Linked DNA regions of Sus scrofa: region 1 is linked to region 2. A link is a contact called in public Hi-C data. All regions are on one chromosome and are shown on one strand. Each heading gives the region's core, a stretch centred on a gene start, on an enhancer-like site or on the middle of the called end of the contact. The rest is flanking DNA. Distances are from core to core; before and after follow the strand shown. Region 1 overlaps TCEA1 (transcription elongation factor A1). Region 2 holds the start of MRPL15 (mitochondrial ribosomal protein L15).

The links. Hi-C and Micro-C count contacts between places; a contact is called where the count stands out from the background.
Region 1: a contact with region 2 is called in a Hi-C map of fetal liver, with 1.6 times the contacts expected there. The contact joins the enhancer-like site here to the promoter of MRPL15 in region 2. A contact is called at or near these places in 12 of 47 Hi-C or Micro-C datasets (adipocytes, blood, brain and 6 more) and 2 of 2 datasets of contacts at active chromatin or transcription factors (alveolar macrophages and skeletal muscle).

What each region holds. Positions count from the first base shown.
Region 1 is chr4:77,123,769-77,127,324 of Sscrofa11.1, forward strand. TCEA1 (transcription elongation factor A1) reads left to right here. Exons shown (of 10, transcript NM_001243680.1): 3 at 707-812. Among named protein-coding and RNA genes, the nearest start is that of TCEA1, 16 kb to the left of the region's middle. Within about 2 kb of position 2,218, at least 2 of the 83 cell types and tissues checked have an H3K27ac peak or open chromatin away from gene starts, as enhancers often do. A contact at or near this core is called in fetal liver, where this site is marked.
Region 2 is chr4:77,073,423-77,077,153 of Sscrofa11.1, forward strand. MRPL15 (mitochondrial ribosomal protein L15) reads right to left here and starts at 2,400. Exons shown (of 5, transcript NM_001243528.1): 1 at 2,011-2,400; 2 at 1,086-1,240; 3 at 1-119. The coding sequence starts at 2,118.

The DNA of each region.
Region 1 (3,556 bases), core at 968-3,467, 50 kb after region 2:
TTGTGGTTTGTCGAAGACGTGGCTTGGATCCCGCATTGCTCTGACTGTGGTGTAGGCCAGTGGCTACCGCTCCGATTCGACCCCTAGCCTGGGATCCTCCATATGCTGAGGGTGCAGCCCTAGAAAAGGCAAAAAGACAAAAAATAAAATAAAATAAAATAAAATAAAATAAAATAAAATAAAGGAAGGTTAACAAGCACGGATGCTCACAGCATAACCCAGGGCACCTAGGACACCACAGGTTACGAGCTCTGTGAGGTCCATTTTTAGTGTCTGTGATCATGGCTGGTGGTGTTTGTCTGGGTGTCCTCCCTCCAGGTTGCAGCAGGTGTCAGCAGACTGTTGTTAGAGGGAGGTGGAGAAGCACAGTGTGCGTTGTCAGCCTGCCTCAGGTACAAACGCAGACACTTTGTGTTTATTCTCCTCTGGTGGGGAAGACTGGTTTCATTGTACTAGTTCCGCAGCCCTAGTCCAGGAGCAGGTTTCGTGCTTGCAGATCTCGGTGATAGCAACCTTGATGTGTCTAATGTTTGAGCTGAAGAGGTATGTGTCTTAAGTCTGTCGTCTGCTATTAAAATAATTCATATAATTGAAGCTTTTTTTCTGTTCTAAAGTGGAAATAGGCATCTGGGAAAGAAAGAAAATGAAACACTGAATTGCCCAAAATAAAATTGCTTGAACACATTTTTTTGTCTTTGTCTTGCAGTCCACAAGAATTGGAATGTCAGTAAATGCTATTCGCAAACAGAGCACAGATGAAGAAGTTACATCTTTAGCAAAGTCCCTCATCAAATCCTGGAAAAAGTTATTAGGTATAGTCCATCTTACCTTACATATGTCCTGGTTTATTCAGACAGGGCCGTTGCAATTTTTTGTCTTAATGAATATAGATGTTTTGAAATCAGTGTCTTATGATATGAGACGGGGACTTAAGTCTGACCTCCTTGAGGGTTCTGCTTTTTAAGCTAGTCATGTAATTTATAACTGGGATTGCCTCTTTAAGAAGAAAATAATCCTTCAAGGAGAAGGTTTCACACTTTTGAAAAGGTTTTTGAAATAGGTTTCTAACTTACATAAAGTTTGTAAGAATAATAAAAATAACTCACACGTCTTCTTTCTAGATCATTAATTTTTAATATTTGCATGTTTGTCACATTCTCCCCCTTTTTCTCTTTATGTATAACTCAAATACATACTATTTTTCCTGAACCATTTGAGAGTAGATTGCATCTACAATGCATTATTTACTCTTTAATACTTAAGTGTGTGTTGTCTTGGAACAAGTTCATTTTTTTATGTACTTACAGGAAATGCATTGGTGCAATACTTTAATCTGTAGTGCATATTGCAGTTTTGTCAGTTGTCTTAATAGCGTCCTTTACAGCTTTTTTTCTCCTCCAGAAGATGTCCATTCTAGGATCAAGTATCTAGTCTGCTAATGTGGCGTAGTTTTCAAGCCTTCTTATGTCTTTTAGGACGTTGACCTTTTTTTTTGGCCGCATCCACAGCATGTGGAAATTCCCAGGTTAGGGATCAAACCTGTACTGCAGTTGCGACCTGTGCCACAGCTACAGCAACGCTGGGTCTTTAATCCACTGTGCCGTGAAGGAATTTCTAGGACATTTGACTTTTGAAGAATACACGCACCCCTTTCCCCTTAGTTTTTAATAACATGTTCCTTATTTGGGTTTATCTGGCATCCTCTTGTGAAGAGATCTGGTTGAGCCTGCACGGTTGGGACATCGCGCACGTGTGCTGTGTCCTTCCTCAAGTGCTGCGTCCAAGAAAGGGGCAGGAGGGTGTTGGTGTCGAGACCCAGGTGGGGTGCACTCTGCATTGTTTATAATTTTTCTTCTCGTGCCTAGTAGGAGATGCTGAGACCCTGAAACTGTCTGGTTCCACCTCTGACCTTCCCCCATCCCCTTTAGTGTCCACTGAGTCTTTCCCAAAGCACCCTGCACGGTGACGATTGTAAAATTGTGTTTTTCCACTTCTTGCACTTCTTTAGTATTTATACATCATTGTTCGGTAAGAAAGAACCCTCCTTTTACCTCCCATTTACTATCTCCTGTTAGTGTGCACGTGTGGATCCCTATGCAATCGATTATAACCCACTACTGTTCCTGTTGATTTTGATATTTCCACTGTTCCAGCTCTGACCACTGGGTACCCTTCAAACTGGCTCCTGTGTCCCTGTGACAAGCCTCCTCCGCCTTTTTATCTCTTTCTTACATTCTGACGCTGCAAAGTGTGTTGGGTTTATCTATCTTCCCTGCCCCAGCCCTAGAATTAGCTATTTCCCTAGCAGCTATTGGCCTTACATGGAAGAGAAAATAGAAAAGGTGAAGCTTTTTAAATTTCTTAGATAGCAATAGGAAAAGACCTATTACTTACAAGAGCTTTGAAACCAAGAATCAAAAATTGTGAAGTCTATAAAATTACAGAAGTCTAGTCTTAAGAAAACCGATGTGCAGTGTATGATCTTATATTAGGATTCTGAACAAGAAAGAAACATTGCTGTAAAGATGATTATTAGGATAATTGGCAGAATTTTATAAGTTCTGTGGGTAACTAAACAGTTACTGTTTAAATCCACTGCTGTGGTTATATACATGAACTTCCTTATTCTTAGGAAATACCTAGTGAAGTATTTAGGGATCAAGGGACATGATATATGCTGCTTATTTCCAAATGGTTTAAAAGAAGTATGTCTGAGTTCCCTTGTGGCACAACAGGTTAGGAATCCGGCATTGTCACTGCAGCAGCTCAGGTCTCTGCTGTGGTGCGGGTTCAATCCCTGGCCAGAAACATACTGTGGGTGCAGCCAAAAAAAAAAAAAAAAATGCCGGTGTGCCCACTGTGTATGTGTCCACACACACGTATCTGTACGTGGAGTGGAGAATGAATGAGAAGGAGGTGTGCACACAGTGTTTGTGTGTGTGTGTCCATACACACATATCCATATGTGAAGTGGAGAATGAGAAGGCTGTGTGCCAGAATGTTAACAGTGGGGGGGTCTGGGTGAAGTTCTTTGTACCATTCTTACAACATTTGTGCAAGTTTCAAATTATTTCAAAATAAAAACCTTTTTTACAAGGCTAATCTTTAAAGATAAGCTCTATGTTTACAGTTCACTTAAATTTTATTTTATTTTTTTCTTTTTAGGGCTGCACCCGCAGCACATGGAGGTTCCCAGGCTAGGGGTCGAATCAGAGCTACAGCTGCCGACCTATACCACAGCCACAGCAAGGCAGGATCTGAGCGTCGTCTGTGACCTACACCTCAGCTCACGGCAACGACGGATCTTTAACCCAATGAGTGAGGTCACAGGTCAAACCTGCAACCTTATGGTTCCTAGTCAGATTCGTTTCCTCTGCACCACAACGGGAACTCCTCACCTTAAATTTTAAGTCTAATTCCACATTCTAGAGTAATTAGTCCTCTTATGTACTTTATTTCCCCATGTCTCATTGCTCACCTCCTTAAGTCTTAAAACTTGTGCTTTATTAGTAGTAATAATCTGTGTTAGTTTACAGATTATTTAAAATAGAGGAGG
Region 2 (3,731 bases), core at 1,150-3,649:
TCACACCCCTGCCATTGACAAGCTGGGTTAAGTCAATAGGTTGTGTAGGATCAACTCGACCCAAGTCAATAAGATACTGCAGTCTATTGAGACTCAAAGGCTGATACTGGTGTCGGAAGCTGCAGAACAAGAAAGTTGAAAACGCAGTCAGACTTATCTTCCTGTGAGATCCAAGGCTTTGTCCTATGTTTTCCTCCCTCAATTTAGATGGTTTAATGAAACTCCTGAGTATACTATAAACATGTAATACTCCTTGAATTTTGGCAACAAAACAAAACCATTAAGTACTTACTTTGTTTCCTTAAAAATTACTGGCCTAAGCATTTACTTCACTCACACATATAAACAAATACTGAAAAATTTAACACACTATCTGAATTATTCACTAAAGGAATTCAGGGAGTTCCCGTCAGCTCAAGGGTAATAAACCTAACTAGTATCCATGAGGACACAGATTTGATCCCTGGCCTTGATCGGTGTGTCAAGGATCCAGCATTGCCATAAGCTGTGGTGTAGGTCAAAGACAAGGCTAGGGGAGTTCCCGTCGTGGCTCAGTGGTTGACGAATCCGACTAGGAACCATGGGGTTTCGGGTTCGATCCCTGTCCTTGCTCAAGTGGGTTGAGGATCCGGCATTGCCATGAGCTGTGGTGTAGGTCACAGATGCGGCTCGGATCCCGAGTTGCTGTGGCTCTGGCTGGCAGCTACGGCTCCGATTTGACCCCTAGCCTGGGAACATCCACATGCTGTGGGAGCGGCCCTAGAAAGGACAAAAAAAAAAAAAAAGAACTCAAAGTAATGGTAGTTATCATGTATTGGGTGATGATAGAGGACCAGATTTTTATATATATTGTTGTGCTAAACAACCTCAAGAGCAGGCTCTGTAAGTATCTCCATTTGGCAGGTCTGAGTGCAAAGTCTGGCTTTTTTTTCCCTACTAAATCAGGCTAAGTTTCATTACCAAAAGTGGGTCACAGCAACAGGAGCAAGTTTGCTTCAAGTGGATTTAAATTTCTACCAAGCTATTTTTAGGTGATTCTCAGTAAGAATTAGAGATTTTCAGGTTGAGAAGCAAAGCAAAGTTACCTATGTCCTTCATTAAAGCCATATTTTGGGATTCGAAGGTAGAATGGAGTCTGGCCTCCCTCAAAGCCCAATCGGGGCCGGGTTCCTCTCTGCCGTTCTCCCTTGTGGCCTCTGCCACATTTTCTGCCTCTTCTCCGACCTCTTGGTCGTCTTTCCTACAAGGAAAGAGGAATGTTTTATGATCCACACACGCATCTGTTTAAATCATATTTCACCTTTGTGCTGTATCTTTTGGTTATGCCCTTCATTCATCCAACCAGCTAGCAATAGCCAAATTTACAAGGTTCCAGACACCATCCTGGCTGCCCTGAAATCCAAATACTCAACACTAACAGCTTTGCCTCTGAAGACGTAGCTGATTCTTGCAACCAAGTTGTGTTTCAAAGGCAAAGTTCCAAGAATGAGATGAGAAAAAGGATTCTATGACAGGCGGGAATTGAAGAAAATTCTAGAATTAAACATCCACGACTAGCAAAATTTATGTAATATTCAAGTGCATTTATTTTGAAATTAATTGTAAATATGCCACTGTTGCCCATATATAGTATTTTATTTAACTTAATTTCCTGTCACTTCACGAAATCAAGGAGTTCTTAAAGTGACAGTACGTCCACTAACAGCTCAGAGATTTACAGAAGAAACATCGAACATAGTATCTTTCCTATAAAGATAAAGACACAATGGAAAAAACTTCATTAAAACCCGTCTTAACGAGACAGTCGTTTTTAACTCCTGCGATTTCGCTCCTCGATAGTAAAATAATTATGCTCTTAAACCCGAACCTTGCAGAGAACTGAAACCACGTGGTCAGGTTTTCCCACGTCACTCAAGGAGACCTGGGGCCCGGCAGCCCCTCCCTCCTCCCAGAGCCTATGGACTCACAACCCTCAGGACCCCGCCACCGCGCCGACATCCGCAGCCTTACCGGTTTCCTGGAGCCCGGGTTCGGCTTCAGGTTGGCCAGACTCACACGGGGAAGGGCTCGCAGCAGGTCCAGGGCCCGGGGCCCACCGCCCTGCACGGGGCCGCCCATAACCCGTGCCGCAAAAGCCGCAAGGGCGCCGATCCACGTGATCTGGGACGCTGCTTTACGGCCGCGGCACCGCCCCTGTCGTGCTGTCAGTCCGCTGCGCCGCTTGCCGCGGGGCACACCGGGAGCCGGCTCCGCGTTGGAGGCAGCACGTGTCTCCCCATGTCTACCTCGTAGCGGCGTGATCCGGCTTTGTTTTCAGTTGGTTGGGGCTGGGCTATTTCGAGAGGTCGTGCCCCGACCCCGGCTCTGAATGTGCAGCGTTCTCTTGCGCTGCACCAGGCAGGCACTGAAAACGCTGTGTGTAGGAGTCCCTGGCCTGTGCTGTCACAACGTCTGGTCCTTAGAAGCAGGGCTGTCTCTGAGCTCCAGGTGGAGTGCAGAATAAGATCACCTGGACGCTGAAGCACTAGCTTGCGCTGGGCCAGTTGTATACACTATGGCCTGAAAAAAAGTTGTGCAATGTAAAGGTTGGAAGTTAAGTTTTATTTGGGGCAAAATGACTATAAAGTCTGGGAAACAGCGTTTCAGGGACCTCTGAGGAACTGCTTTGAAGAGGTAGGGGGAAGGTCAGTGTATACGATTTTAGTGAAGGGGGTACGTGCAATCAAGCACACGTTTTGGCAGACGTTTCCTGCTAGTCATCAGGAACAAATACCATGGTTAATGACTTTACGGCTTTTCTAGACAGGAGATGTAAAAATTTGGGTTCATAAAATCCCCCGAAAATATCTATGTGAAAGTTGTTCTGCCAGTTTTTCCCAGAGCACATTTCTGATCTCCATGCTTTCAGTATGTGTTGAAGCTCAGCAGCTGCAGTGGCTACTAACAATCCTAGGAGAGACAGATGGCTAGTGCCAATTTTTAGTTGGCACCAGTGAGATAAGAATACCTGAGGTCTAGGTATTGCAATGGCTGGCTAGTAGCAACTGTGAAAAAGACTCAAAACCCTGCATCCAGTCTGAGTGCCTCTGTTATGCTTTGACTGAGTCACTGAGATACTAACTCAAAAGCTGTTAATAATGAAGGAGCCAGGCTGAGTGCTTGGTATGTCAGTCACGTGCTGATTCAGCCTCATTTTGTTCAACTAAACAACTCCTCGTGGGGTAGATGTTTTATCACCTTTGACAGACTTGGCAGGGTTGGTAGTTGGACTAAGATCTCAGCAAGCCGCAGAGACAAGATTTGTACTTTGGCTCCTATTACATAAGTAATATTTTTTTATAACATGAAGCTGAATATCTGCAGCACAAAATACGTAACATTTTCACTGAATAAAATATGAGCTTCCCTATTTTTGTCTTAAGTGAGTGTAATATAGACCATGCTTCTTTCTTTTTCTTCTAATTTTTTTTTTTTTTTTTTTTTTTTTTTTTGTTTCACTGTCTGGGGTGTTGTTCCTGCTGTTCCTGTTAGTGTAAGTAAGAAATAACTTTGTGGAGCACAGCTACTTCCTTTTTTTTTTTTAAGGCCGCATCTATGGCATATGGAAGTTCTCAGGCTAGGGGTCAAATTGGAGTTATAGCTGCCAGCCTATACCACAGCCACAGCAACACCAGATCCAAGCTGAGTCTGCAACCTGCACTACAGCTCACAGCAACACCAGATCCTTAACC